Linked DNA regions of Mus musculus: region 2 is linked to region 1. A link is a contact called in public promoter capture Hi-C data. All regions are on one chromosome and are shown on one strand. Each heading gives the region's core, a stretch centred on a gene start, on an enhancer-like site or on the middle of the called end of the contact. The rest is flanking DNA. Distances are from core to core; before and after follow the strand shown.

What was found. Promoter capture Hi-C pulls out the DNA fragments that hold promoters and counts their contacts.
Region 2: a contact with region 1 is called in a promoter capture Hi-C map of pre-B cells. The contact joins the promoter of Rock2 here to the promoter of Ubxn2a in region 1. A contact is called at or near these places in 2 of 39 promoter capture datasets (cranial neural crest and pre-B cells).

The regions. Positions count from the first base shown.
Region 1 is chr12:4,903,072-4,910,603 of GRCm38.p6, forward strand. It overlaps Ubxn2a (UBX domain protein 2A), which reads right to left and starts at 4,482. Exons shown (of 7, transcript NM_145441.4): 1 at 4,278-4,482.
Region 2 is chr12:16,892,889-16,900,420 of GRCm38.p6, forward strand. Rock2 (Rho-associated coiled-coil containing protein kinase 2) reads left to right here and starts at 2,090. Exons shown (of 33, transcript NM_009072.2): 1 at 2,090-2,442. The coding sequence starts at 2,302.

The DNA of each region.
Region 1 (7,532 bases), core at 3,232-5,731:
GTCAGGTGCTTTTCTAGCTCTTTTCCCACTGTATTTGTGCAGTGTGTGTGCAGGTATGTATGCAATGCTTGTGGAGGTCAGAGGGCATTTTCAGGTGCTTTCCTCCTCAGACACCATCATCCTTATTTTACCAGGTAGAGTGTCTCCCTGGAACCTGGGGCTCATTGATTCAGCTAGATTGGCAGAGCGGTGAACTCCAGAGATCTACTTGTCTCTGTTCCCGTAGTGTTGAGATTATAGGTGTCTACCACCATCACGACCAACTTTTATGTGGATGCTAGAGATTCAAATTCAGGTCCTTGCCAAAGAAATGCACTTTATTGACTAAGCCATTCTGCAGCTTCCAGAAGTTTTCCATCAATTTGTTTCTTTTCCTGAGATCAAGTCTCTCTACAGAGCCTGTGATGGCCTGGAATGAGAGTTCCAAAGACCCTCATCCCCATTCCTATCTTCATTCAAACCAGTAAACACTGCTGTCAAAGCAACCTTTCTGAAATACAGATCTCATCTTTGGACTTTCCTACTGAACATTCCTCTATGATTCCCAAAAACTGTTGTTAGAATAAGGTCCAAATCCTTTGGGCTCTTTACATATAGCTCTTTATATTTTCCATAGCTGCAATTAATAGGTTGTAATAAAAGTACGTTTCCTTGAGCTGGAGAGATGGCTCAGTGGTTAAGAGCATTGTCTGCTCTTCCAGAGGTCCTGAGTTCAATTCCCAGCAACCACATAGTGGCTCACAACCATCTGTAATGAGATCTGATGTCCTCCTCTGATGCATCTGAAGACAGCTACAGTGTACTCATATACATAAAATAAATAATTCCTTTAAAAAAAAAAGTATGTTTCCTTAATTGTACCCTAGAGGTCTTCATTGTTATGATCAGTATGACTATTGCTGAAATAGTCATATAATTATTATTTCAGCTACTTCATACAGCTATTACACGTATTTATTTCATGCAATAAAACAGAAAATATTAATATAGGTATCATGTCCAACAGGTATCTCATTTCCACCCACAAAAGGGCAGGCTCACAGACTGGATCCAAAATTGAGTCTAGGCCCAGCTCAACCAGGGCTACAGGAGGGTTTCTGGAGGTTAGATAAAAGCCAGCATTCCTCAGGAACTTTTAAAACTGGTTCCCATCTGCCAAAAGGAATCATTTCCCTTACCTCTGACAGAAGGGACATATGACTCCACTGACATATCTTGTGGCTGCATATCAAAGCCCACGAAGACCTCCAGGCTCCCTCAGTCCCTCCCTCTCCTCTTGCTCTCTAGCTACTCGCTATTCTATTCTCCCTTGTCTTGTAGATAGCCCTGGCCATGTCCGTTTCTCTTTCTCTCAGCTCTGGATCCTTTCACATACCTCTAGATACCTTCTAGATATGCCCCCTTAGCCGTGCCATGAAGTAGTCATTCCAGTAGCTTCTTTACTGTGCCTCCTTGAATGCAATAATGGGCATCAACAAAGACACTCAACCCCTAAGGTAACATTTTTCCTCTATAATAGTTCTGAAAAAGGAAAAGACTATTCCTAAATTCACAACATTACATAAAAAGGTGATATGTTTCGTCTGGCCCTGATTTTCTTCACCACTCAGTACCCTTCTGTTCTCCATACTCCAGATGCTGTGAACTTTGCATTCTTGGAAGCCATCCTCTTAGTCTCTGTGGCATCTATTTCCTTTGCATGGACCCTTCCCTCTTTAAGAAGTCAACCTTCTCCTAATTCCTATTTACCTATAAAACCTCTGCTCAAAATAAATCCACTATTAACACCTTATCACAAATAGCTTATATTTTATTTCTTCCTCTTAGTTTCTATCTTAATTTACCAGCATTTATTCCTATTTAATAATTCTTTACCTAATTATACTATATAATCTAAAAGTAGATTCAATAATCGCCATCATTTCTTAGGACTCAGTCCCTCTCTCCCTCTCTGCCCCACCTCTTCCTTTCTTTGAGATAGGTTGTTTGTTTGTTTTGTTTTTTTGAGACAAGGTTTCTCTGTATAGCCCTAGCTGTCCTGGAACTCACTTTGTAGATCAGGCTGGCCTCGAACTCAGAAATCCGCCTGCCTCTGCCTCACGAATGCTGGGATTAAAAGCATGTGCCACCACGCCCGGCTTGAGATAGGTTCTTATATAGATTGGGCTGGCCTGGAAAAAGATCTGCCTGCCTCTGCCTTCTGAGTGCTGGGATTAAAGGTGTGAATTACAAAGCCTAGTTGTACATAAGTTTTCAAAACTGAATAACATTAACTAAGGCATTAGCTAATTCTCCCAAGCATTAGAATGATGTACTTGAAGCATAACAGCCATTACCCCGTTCATCAGAGCAGCTGTGACTTTCGAAAGACCTTCAAGATCAAGCCCGTTGATATTTCTTCATAGAACAAGAGGGTGGGAAGGGTCATTAGACCCTCCCCTGAAATCACGAACCCTTCCCCTCATTTCCTAGTCAGCTGAATATAATGCTGACAAGTTATGCTTGATGGCCTTCTGAATTCTAGGATTTATGGAGTGTCCAAGGTTAAGAGAGAGGTAGTGGGGGAACTACATCTATGAGCTCTGAGGAAGTCATTATCCATGAGAGGGTAAGACTTCAGCAATGAAGCTGCTTTGGGGTTACCTGTACTCCTGTAAGTAACCTGTCACCTGTAACCTGTCCTGTAACCTGTCACCCATGACCTAGAAGTAAGTCCAATAAATTCAAGGGAAGCTGGCCTCCATCAGCATCAATGGTGCTCTGCTAGGGTGAGTGAGCATTTGTGTGCTGCTCCACAGTAAAAGTTCACTTAAAGTCTTCATGTAGGCCTGGGGTGTAACTCAGAGGTACAAGAAAGAGTATTCAAGCTTATGAAAAAACAAACAAAAAACAAACAAAAAAACAAAAAAAAAAAAACCCTGGATTTGAGCCCCCAAAAGAAGCGCGGGGTGGGGGGTGGGGATGGAATTAAATGCTCAAGGAGCTGGAGACATACATAGTTCATTGAGTGAGAACAATGGCTGCTCTCCCAGAGAACCTGGCTCAATTCCTAGCTCCCATATGGTGGTTTAGTTTTAAAAGACGACGCCCTCTTCTGGCTTTCACGGGTACCAGACACAAAAATGGTGCACAGATATGAATACAGAAAAACGTTGGCCACATTCAGTAAATAACATTTCTTAAGAGTAAGGACAGTGGTGGTGCACGCCTTTAATTCCAGCACTTGGGAGGCAGAGGCAGGAGGATTTTTGAGTTTGAGGCCAGCCTGGTCTACAAAGTGAGTTCCAGGACAGCCAGGGCTACACAGAGAAACCCTGTCTTGAAAAACCAAAAACAAACAAACAAAAAAAGTAAGTGCTCAAGTAGTAACTGCTACCTATCTATAGTATCCTTCCCAGTACTCTGTACTCAGGTGTTCTTTCCTACCTGAACACATTTTGACCTTTGCATTTCACCAGTACAGGGAATAACGTTGACGTTAGTGATGTTATTGATGTTATTCCCTGTATCAACATCAAGATAACTCAGGAGATGAATCAACGCCTGTTATACCAGCACATTTGGGAGTGTGAGAATTCCAAGTCCAGCCTGGTACTTGATAAAGACAAAGAAAACAAAAACAAAGCAAACAAAAAACCGAGTCAAAACAGATAATCAGTTCCCTATTTTTTATCTCGATTACATAGAAACGAACAAACACTGGAAGCCACTCTGACCTTCATTTTTGCTGAGAAGTAATAAACTTTTATTACCACGAGTTTAGGAAAGGGGGGGGGGGAATACTAGAAGAAAAAAAGTCATTTAGGAAAACAGTGAACATCATCTTTCCAAAACATCAGTTAAAGTCTGTTAAGGAAGGCTGGTGAAGTCAATTAGGAAACGTTCAGCCATCTAGTCCTTCTGTATTTCAGGAGTGCGCTTTTCGCAGCGTTCGCCTTCGAAATGGAGATGTCTCGACAGCACCTAACCCGAAGTTTCTAGACGCCTCCAGAGAGAGAAGCGCTATGTCCTTCTACCCAGTTCCGACTCCCGCGGCCAGCAGAGCCGGCAGCTGCAGGTCCGCACTCACCTGGGCCGGGCCGGGCCGGGCCGGGCCGGGTGGAGGCCTCGGTCCGCCAGCGTCCTTCCCGGGCCGCAGTCGCGCGGGCCAGAAGCCCCAGGTGGCGACTTACTGCGGAACAGACGTCGCCGTCGCAGGCGACAGCCCAGGGCGCCACCGGGGAACCACCCGCCCGATACGTCACCCACCGAACATGACCTGGAGCCGGGAAACTCACCTCAGGGCGCGGCCCCACGGCCTAGTCCTCGGTGCCCCGGCTAGGGCAAGCGCCGGCGCCGCTGGGCTGAAGCCCCTCAGCCCCGGAGCGCCGGGAAACCCTGTCGCGACCAGCGGCCTCGCCGCGCAGATCTGACCGGCCTCCCTCAGACTGCCCGGCGCGCGCCGGCGCCGGCTCCGCGCGGCTCGGAGGAGCGAGCCTGACTGACGGGAGCGCGCGTGGACGGCTCCGCGCGGCTCGGAGGAGCGCGCCTGGCTGACGGGAGCGCTCCGGGGACGGCTCCGCGCGGCTCGGAGGAGCGCGCCTGGCTGACGGGAGCGCGCCGGGGATGGCTCGGCGCGCCTGGCTGACGGGAACGCGCCGGGGACGGCTCCGCGCGGCCGTGAGGAAATTGTCTGGCTGAAACGGGAGCGCGCCGGGGGCGGGGCTTCTTGCGGCGGGTTTTCCTAGGCTGCCGCAAGGCGCGCACTAATGGCGGTGGCCTTCTTGCTGCTGCAGGTGCCGCTGCTTGTTGTTTCCTTAGGAGGCGCGGAGAAAGCTGGAACTAGGTGGGCGTTCACCTGATAATCCAGATTTACCTATTTCTTTCTATGCCTCCTGTGCTCTTCCTTAGAGAGTTCTTGCATCCTGTTAGCGAACTTCACCTGAGCCCTATTATCTGAAGAGTGACTGTTAAAAGAAACTTGCCCGCCCTTCGCGTTCTTAAAAAGGCTCTCTACAAAGACCCCTTTCTTTTAGAGGACTTATTTATTTGCTTGTGTATATATTTAGGGGGTGGGGTGAGACAGGGTTTCTCTGTGTAGCCCTGGCTGTCCTGGAACTCAGAGATCCTCCTGCCTCTGCCTCTGAAGTTGGCTTCGGATAGGATTTATAGGACTTCAGAATGCCCCTTATTCTACTTACAGCAAGGTCAGGCGTATACTCTTTAAACACCCGGTCTTTGTCCTTTTAATGATTTTTCAGGACTGCTTGTAACCGCTATCTGGTCAAAATACTTGCTGTACCGACGTACCATTTTTAGTGTAGCATATCTTCTCCAGGTTCCCACACTTTCACAGCCTCAGCCTGAGCCTGGAAGCATCCCCTCTCCCTTTTGCCACTCCAGAAAGTACACTGATTTTGGAATAAACAAAATGTCTCTGATGTCCTGTGTGATTCACTGTCTCCTCTATTGTTGGTTGATTACATTTTCCTACTCACACGTCTTTCTAGCCTTATTTATTCTTCCCTATAGAGGAAACACACGCACGCGCACACACACGCACACGTGGGAGTGGGGGAGAGAGTAAGACTTTGTCTAGCTAATCTAGGCAACTGTTGCAGATCTCATCGATTTTCCTCTATACAATAGTCTCTTTGTTTTTTGTTTGTTTGGTTTGGTTTGGTTTGGTTTTGTTTTTGAGACAAGGTCTGTGTAGCTCTGACTGTCCTGGAACTCTCTAGTTAGACCAGCTAAAGAGACTGACCTGCCTCAGCCTGCTGAGTGCTAGGATTAAAGGTGTGTGCCACTTTGCCCAGGTACAATGGTCTCTTAAATCTAAATCTAGAGTTGTTTTTCGAGATGGAACCATAGTTTTTTTTATGTCCCAGACAAAGTCTTGCAGCTAAGCTATACACTATCACTTATCTTAAGTTTGTTTTTCTGACTTTTTCACATTTGGCCTATGGCAATGGATCCTTAGAACGGGCCATCCCTTCCCACCAATTGCAATAATCTTTCTACACAGAATCTAGATTTACACATGGGTGCTGTGGTAGACACTTTAATCCCAGCACTCTGGAGGCAAAGGAAGGCAGATCTGAGTTTGAGGACAGCCTAGTCTACATGGTGAGTTCCAGGACAGCCAAGACCACACAGAGAAACCCTGTCAAAAACAAACAAACAAACAAACAAAACAGAGAATCTAGATTTACCTAAACTGGGATTTGCTTTTTTTTTTTTTTTTTTTTTTTTTTTTGAGACAGGGTTTCTCTGTGTAGCCTGGGCTGTCCTGGAACTCACTCTGTAGATGAGGCTAGCCTTGAACTCAGAAATGGGCCTGCCTCTGCCTCCAAAGGGATTAAAGGCATGCACCACCACTGCTAGGCCCGGATTTGCTTTTTATTTGACAGTGCTAGAGTAAGTTTTAGATTGGGCTTCTCCTGCCAACCATACCTACCCAGGTAAAAGCAATTTGGGATTCTTTTGAAGACCTACTGAGCAACTCAGGGATCCAGTGGTGAGTTTAGCTCCTGGTCTCCTGTTTGCTTCTTTCTTCCTTTCTTTCTTTCTTTCTTTCTTTCTTTCTTTCTTTCTTTTTTTTTTTTTTGAGACAGGGTTTCTCTGTGTAGCCCTGGCTGTCCTGGAACTCACTTTGTAGACCTCGAACTCAGAAATCTGCCTTCCTCTGCCTCCTGAGTGCTGGGATTAAAGGCATGCGCCACCACTCCGGGCTTGTTTGTTACTTTCATTACCAGCAGTTAAAGATTCATATCCACATAATCATGCAGATTATAGTATACATTATTATTTTATGTATATATATTATATAGAAAAAATGTTATATTTCTATATGCTATGTATTTAATAATTGATAGTTTGGGGCATTCTCTACAGGAAATGTTTAGTTTGATTCAGCCAGTATATATATATATATATATACTGTATACTTGGAGGTTTAAAAATTTTTTATGTGTGTATGTATGGGTGTTTTGTCTGCTTAAGTGTCTGTAAACTACCATCTCAGATCCTCCTGTGCCAATCTGTCAAATATTAGTATCATAGGCGTTTACCTCTCTGTCCAGGCACGTCTCTGATCCTTCTATAAGGATCTAGTATTTTGTCCTTTTGTCCCTAGCCTAGTCCTATTATAGGGTTTGTTCTAATGGCAATAGAAAGATTCTTTCCCATGTCAAAAGTTGATTTACACAGCTGGGTGTGGTGGCACATGCTTACAACCCCAGCATTGGGAGGGTACACAAGAATGTACGTTTAAGATCAGCCTGGTCTTGTAAGTCCCTGACCCTCGGTCAGTGGTACTTACTTCAAAAAGCCCCTGAGTGAGATACTAAGAAGCAAACCTATGCAAAATCAAGGTTTATTTTTGGACACATCGGGGTGGTCGACTTTTGATTAGTCCCTCAAGGCAAGTGACTAGAAGGTGACCCCAAATGACTATTACAAGCAGTTTTTATACTTTTTAGGGGCACAGGTTACATCAGCAAGGTTACAGTTCAAACTTATTGGCTAAGCATATTGACCTTTAAGTCTACTGG
Region 2 (7,532 bases), core at 840-3,339, about 12 Mb after region 1:
GCCCCCATTCTCTTGCCTCTACTTTCTCAGTGCTAAGATTACAGAGGTGAATCACCATACCAGGGTACTGCTGTTCTTTTAAAACAAGGTCTCCAAGGCTTGAGATCATGGCTACTCCGCCAAAGTCCATAAAAACATATAGCCAAGTCATTTCAAAATTAATTTGTAACTGGAAGATCACAATGTTCCTTTTGAAAGCCCATTATACTATCACCAGGAAAAAGAACTTGTAAGATCTGTAATAATGATTATCTAATTATCATGCTCCAGTGCATGGGTGGAAAGAGTGGTTAGCTGGCTCTACTCTCCTAGCTTTGGGTCTGTGGACGTATGAAGAAGTAAATTTACCTACTGGCTTGAAGAACTTTTTTTTTTTTTTTTTGACCCAGAGGCCAGTTTTATTATCTACAAGAGAAAGGGTTCTCTTCAGTCATCAAAGACTCTTCCTGTCTTAATCCAAGTCAGAGGGGCTTCTCCCCAGAAGGGCAGACATTTTTGGACCCCTGCGCTGGGTGAAGTGCATGCAATTTTGGCCAGGCCAGGGCTGTAGCCTACCTGCATATTTACCTTGACACCCCAGGGAGCTCTACAGTTCACTATTCAGGGGCATTACACTCTAGCTTCCATAAGTACAAGTTTTCAAATTTAAAAATTCAATATGCTTTTTAGCATTTTTTTGTTGTTGTTTTCAAGACAAGTTTTCTCTGTGTAGCTCTGGTTGTCCTGGGACTCATTCTCTAGACTTAGGTTAGCCTCAAACCCTCCTGCCTCTGTCTCTCCCCAGAGCTGGCATTAAAGACCTATGAGGCCACCACCCTACTTGACATCTTTAGAAGTGGGGGGAAAATCCCATTCAGTTAGGAGCAAGTGTGTTCTCTCACTTGTTTAGCTGCTCATTTCAAAGTGTTCATAATCCCCTTTGCATTTTTTCACTTCCGGTAAATTTTCCCTAGTCTCAACCGGCTTGCAATACCCGTAGGATTCTTCCCGTGAATATGACAAGAGCTTGTTTGGATTATTCAGCTGCTGGAAGATTGGGTCCACTCCCAGGGTTTTGGTCATTGCGAACATTCTGAATAGCCCTGCTGTAAACATCTCCACGCAAAGTCCTCCTCTTTTCGGATCATTTCCTTACACTTGGACTTCCTTAAATGGCCTTACTGGGTCAAAGGGGCTCTGTGAACAGTTTTATAGCTCTTGGCACATAGTTTTCCGATTGCGCCCTGAGAGGATCTGACCAATGGCTAGGGGGCAAGGAGAGGGCAGGAATGCGGAGAAGCAGCCCCTCTCTTTCACTCTCCAAAAGCAAGGGCCCCGCGGATGCAGAAGCGCTTCCTTATTGCCTCCTGTTCCCTCCGCCTGGCCAGTGTCTAAGGTCTAAGGCCAGGCGGGCACCTTGGTCAGGGAAGGGCACAAAGGTTTCTGAGAGTTTAGGATTTATGACCCGGAGGCAGAAACAACTCCTCCAGGCCTCCCAGCTCCGGGACTCAACAGGATTCAAACGAGTCCCACACTCTTAGCGCGGGCTAGGGGCGCGGCCTCCCCGCCCCCTGGGAGCCCCAGGCGCAGGCCTCAGGCGCACCAGGCCTGGGAAGGGCGCTGACCCGGGGCGCAGCAGTTCGGCGCGGCTTGCATAGCTGCGCGCTGAGTCAGCGGGACACAGCGGGCGGGGGGCGCGGACGTCAACTAGGCCTCTGGGTCCGGCCGGCGACGTGGGACACACGACGGGGACCACGGGGCACCGCGCTGCCATCCGTCCCGCCTCCCAGTCCCGCGAACCGGCCCGACGAGGCAGGGAGACTAGCCAGGCGGCGGGAACGGAAAAGAAGCCTGGCTGCTCAGCCCGGTGGCGGGGCGTGGCCGGAGGCCAGGGGCGGGGCGTGCCGCGGGGCCGCGCCGGGGTGGGCGGGGCGGGGCCGGGCCGCGCGCAGCCGACCGCGGGCGGAGGGGCTTGTGGGTAGCGGCGGCGCGCGGCCGAGTAGGGACGCGGCTCCGACTGCGTGTGAGGGGAGCGGGCGTGTGGGCGCGCGAGGCGGCCGGCGGCGATATGCGGGTGGACGGGCGACGGCCCTAGCGGCCTGAGCCCCGAGGGCGGGGTGGTGCGGCGCGGGCGCCCCTTCCCCGCTCCCGCCCGCCGGGTCCTGGCGAGCTCGCTACGGGCCGGGCGGCGCGCGTGCGGCTGAGGGGCGGGGACGCCGTGTGCCTCGCTGCTCCCGGCCGGGCCGGGCGGCTCCTCAGACAGCGGCGCGCGGCGTGCCGGGGCGGAGGTTCCGCGGGCGGCGCTAGGCCCGGCGAAGCGGCATGAGCCGGCCCCCGCCGACGGGGAAAATGCCCGGCGCCCCCGAGACCGCGCCGGGGGACGGGGCGGGCGCCGGCCGTCAGAGGAAGCTGGAGGCGCTCATCCGAGACCCTCGCTCGCCCATCAACGTGGAGAGTCTGCTGGTAGGTGCGGGCTAGGGAGGGAACTCCCCGCCCTGCCTGGTCCCCCCTCGGCCCACCCGCCCCGCTTCCGGCTGCCCGGGGAGCTGGAGACCCAGGTTCCAGAGTGGAGACCCCACCTGGGATTCTCGGGTCCACCTCCCTGCCGAGCGAGTGTCATCTCGGCCGCCCCCGTTCTTGGAGCGCGCAGGGAGGAAACACCCCTGGTCTCCTTCCCGCCTACCCAGTTGGTTTGGGGCGGAAAGGTGGAGGATTGGCTGTGCTTCCTACACTGGGCTACCCAATTTGAAAGTGTCACGCAGTGTGGGAGCTAGGGTGAAAACCCAGGGAGAAAGAAACCCGACGCTCTTCCTATTGGGAGTACCACCGGGGGCACACGACAAAGAGCTCGTCAGGAAGCTGGGAACGCACAGCTAGCTCAAGTTTGCTGCTTTCAGTTGCTCTTGGACATTCCATAGTAGCTATTTAGTACATTTGAATTTATGTAAATTAAATTTCCGGAGATTGTTGCTCTGAAGCCAAGAAATGAGTCTGAATTGTAGAATGGGATAAATCTCTCCCCTTCATCTTGTCTTTCCCATAGCATTCAAAATCCAAATTAAGAGCCTTGGAAAAGGCAGCTAACTGGAGCTCGGTTAAGAAAAGAACACGATTTACAATAAATGCCATGTAGAATGCTGGTATACTTCTGGTCGTGTTGAGGGAAGCGATTATGCTTGGCAAACGAATTTGATTAGTGTGCACCTAGAGTTGCATTTATGGGAAAAAGTGGTGTGAACGTGTACCCTGAGGAGAAGTCGGAAAAAAAAAAGATACTCCGGCTATTAGCTTTGGAGGTCTAGACTTAGGGTGGGTGATCAGGCATTCTGTGCCAAAAAGCATGTCAGACCTGAGCTCTGCTAGGAGAAGCCTAGTGACTCTGTGATGAGAAAAACTGTCTCCTCCCTTTCCACTGACTAACTTTTCTTCTGAGGCCGTTGGTTATCCTTTGAGGTTTCTGGAATCATTTGCAGAGTGACTCAGTTCTGTTTGGCCACAGCGCAGGAACTGACTAGAGTGTGGGTATCGCTCTATAGGATGTGTAAATATAGAGATTTTGACTTTTGGGGGCGGGGGGAGTGTTTTTGTTTGGTAGTGGGTTCCTGTGTTCTTGTGGGACGTATTTTGGAAGTCTTCAGAGCAGGATTGCTTGGAGTTCATAGCCTTTTTGTAGATAAAGCAAAGCTTCTCTGGTGTCACTGCCAGGATTTTCACTTTGGTATTTTGCTAGCAAAACTTTGATCCTAGGCCAGAAAGTTCAGTTAAAAATAGTCTCTGTAAATCTCAAGTATTCACCAGGATCATTTTCAATCCCAGATAGAAATGTTTTTACATTTCACAGTCATCTCTTGTATTATTAGTGATGTTAATTATCATTATCAGGGTCATTTTGAGCTTGGAACCAAGTTGTTTATACCTGTGACATGACTATTTTGTTTTATTAAAATATTACCTAAATTATTACACGTGGCCAGTAACAGTTCCTTCATTGAGTGCTTCATACACCACATTTGTTAAGGTGACATATTACCCTTAGGAGGGTTGACATCAAATGCTGATTTGACCGCAGGCTTATTGCTGCTTTTAGTTGATTACATGTCATTGAGAATCAGGACAGGTGTTATTCTAGAGTGCAGCGTATGTTACTAAGCCAAAAAATGCCGTTTATTCCTTTAGAGTGAGGTTCCTGATGCCTCTGTTGCACATTCATAAAAGTTGAAAACATCATTAAAGTTGTAATAATATCCATGTTATGTAAATTTTATCATGAAGTTTTAGAATGAATTTTGTGCTGGGTGGTTTTATGTCAACTCTACACAAGCTAGAGTTATGGCATTTTCTTACTTAGTGATTGATTCGGGAGGGCTCAGCCCATTATGGGTGGTGCCATCCTTTCGCTAGTGGTCCTGGGTTCTTTAAGAAAACAGACTGAGCAAGCCATGGGAAGCAAGCCAGTAAGCAACACCCTTCCATTGCCTCAGTATCAGCTCCTACCTTCAGGTTTCTGCCCTGTTTGAGTTCCTGTCCTGACTTCCTTTGATGAGGAACTGTGTGGTATGGAACTGTAAACCAAATAAACCCTTTCCTCTCCAAATTGCCTTTGTCATGGTAAAATTTTAATTGTAGTAGTAGTATACATAAACCTTGCCATTTAAACTGTGTTGAAGTCCACAGTTGGGTGATGCTATGTGCATTCCCTGCTGTGCCAGTGATCACTGCTATGCATCCTCACAGCCTTTTCATTCTCCAGGTTGTAACTCTGTAGTCTTTACACTGATACTATTTTTAAAATTATGTTTCTAAAAATGCTCACAAAATAATAGCTGTTACCACTTTAAAGATTTGAAATCTTGCCATGAGCTTTTTTTCACAATTAAATCATTACTTTACTTAACATTACATTTCTTTTGGTTTTATTCTAGAAAACATACCTTTAATAATCTAATAAAAACAGCCTGAAATTTAGTTACTGTATTCAAAAGCTTAGAAAGCACCATTGGAAGTTGTGTATTGCTAAATATGGCAAGTGATGATGAAACATACCAGAATTTTCTATAAAACGTTTTCAGTAAGCTAGGCAAGCCATTCATAGGAAAAAAAGTTACATGAGATAGCATGTAAGGTTTTAGTCCAGTGTATGGCATATCTTTACACTCATTTTACGTCTCCTATGTGCATTTGACAAATTTTTTGCTAGCTTTATGTTTTCTTTGAGATGGGAAATGATTTTTGTTTTAGATATTATTACAGTTTTCAAGTGCATGCAATTATCATTTTGAGTTTGCTGTCATAAGTACTAATCATTGTCAAACATATATATGGCGCTGAATTTCAGGACTATCAGTGTACAAACTAAATTATCTTGTTTCTCTGCAGAGGCTATTTACTTTATTTGCCCTTAAAATACGCAATTCTTTTGAAATTGTAGATTGTGAGCTGCTTGGTATTATATAAAAATAGTTTTGAGAGATACTTCTGAAATTAAAAAACAAGCAACATCTATCTTGTGTGTTTGAGTGTGTGCATGTGCCCTGCCATGTGTAGAGGTTAGAGGACAACGGGTGGGAGTTGGTTCTCTCTTCTCATGTGGGTTCTAGAGGTCAAACTCAGGTCATGGGGGTTGTCAGGCTTGGTGACTTGTAAGTACCTGTATCTGCTGAGCCTCTTTTGAAGGTCAGTAATTTTGAAATATTTTAAAGGGAGGATCTTAAGTGATAACCTTTGGTAAGTTCCTGTGTTGTCAGAGATCCTTACATTGCTTGCCTGATGTGTTTTACTTAACTAACATGTATGCTGGAGAAATGTCTTAAGGTTTATGCCTTGGGATTTTATTTTGTTATTTTAAAGAGTATGTGGCTATAGTAACCTATATAGTACCTAGGCTTTTGTGAATGGATAAAGGTGATCAAACATTTATTTACAATTTCACTGGGCTGAGAAACAAAATACCAATTAAAAATTTAAATTTACATTTCTTTATTTGTGTGTGTTGGGTGGGGTGTTTTGTGTCATGGTACAGGTATGGAGGTCAGGGAACAGTTTACAGGAGCCAGTTCTCTCCTTCCACTGTGTGGATTCCAGTAATCAAACTAAGGCTGTCAGGCTTGGCAGCAGCTGCCTCTAACTGCTAAGCCATCTGCCTGGCCCCAGAAACACCTATTAAAACTGGTACCTGCCAGTAACTATATGAAAATATTACTGTACAGAAATTTTATTTTTGATAGTTCTGGATATTAAACTCAAGTCCTTGCACATGCTTGCAAGTGTCTGCCTCAGGGCTATGGCCCCAGATCATGAAAATATTTATCACAGTACTTAGGTTCTTTCCATTTAGTGCTGACTCTTCACCCAATTAAGATACAATTGCATGTGTGTTCACTCCCCATAAGTAATGTCTGAGACTGTTTTGAAGATGTAATAAAAATGAAATAAAATAAAAGATGAAAAATGACTTTGTACTTATTATTTGTGTGAAGTAGGAGGTAGATATTTAGAATATACAGATTAATTGCTTTAAAACTTAATTTTTGTTTTGTTTTGCTTTTTACATTTTTTTATTTGTGGGTATTTAAGTAGGGAGCTGAGGAAAACTTTTGAGAGTTGATTCTCTCTTATTGTATGGATTTCAAGATCCACAGTTTGTCAGGCTAGGCAGTAGTGCTTATTCCTGCTTACTGAGCTATTTATAATATAAATAAATTTAATAAATGTTATAAGCTGGGCATGGTGGTGCACACCTTTAATATCAGCACTCAGAAAGCAGAGGCAGGTAGATCACTGAATTTGAGGTCTACAGAGTGAGTTCTAAGCCAGCCCCTACATAGTGAAATTTTGCCTTGAAAAATTGTTAGCTGGGCGTGGTGGCGCATGCCTTTGATCCCAGCACTCGGGAGGCAGAGATAGGCGGATTTCTGAGTTCAAGGCCAGCCTGGTCTACAAAGTGAGTTCCAGGACAGCCAGGGCTACACAGAGAAACCCTGTATCCAAAAAAAAAAAAAACCCTCAAAAAATTGTTATAAGCAATTAGTGTTAAGTCATTGTAAGGACTTTTTCTCTTCTTTTTCTCTTGTTTCTCTTGGGTTGATAATGAGGGTAGAATTGCTGTGTCATAGGATATATGTATATTTGTTTTTTAGGAAATGACCAGATCATTTTAAAGTAGTTAAACATTTTATATTTTACTCTAGTGCCAACAACACAGGAGGGAAGATTCCAGTTATTCCACAGCGTTCCTAACATTAGAAAAAAAAAAAAAAGCCCTCCTGTTGTGGGTAATAGCTCATTGTGTTGTATTTGCATATCCTGATGACTACCACACATACTGGCTATTTATATATAAATATATGTGAATCATCTGTTAGAGTATATGCCCTTTTGAAAAGTTGGGCTGTCATACAAGTTTTTATGTGCTAGACATAGAAATGAATTTGTATACAAAGGGAATGCTGTGAAAATTGTCTTGTGTTTTTTCTCAGTCTGTGGTATGCCTGTTTTTAACCAGTTTAAAAGATGGTTATTGCTTTTTTCTGCCCAAGTTATTGTTGCCTAGACCT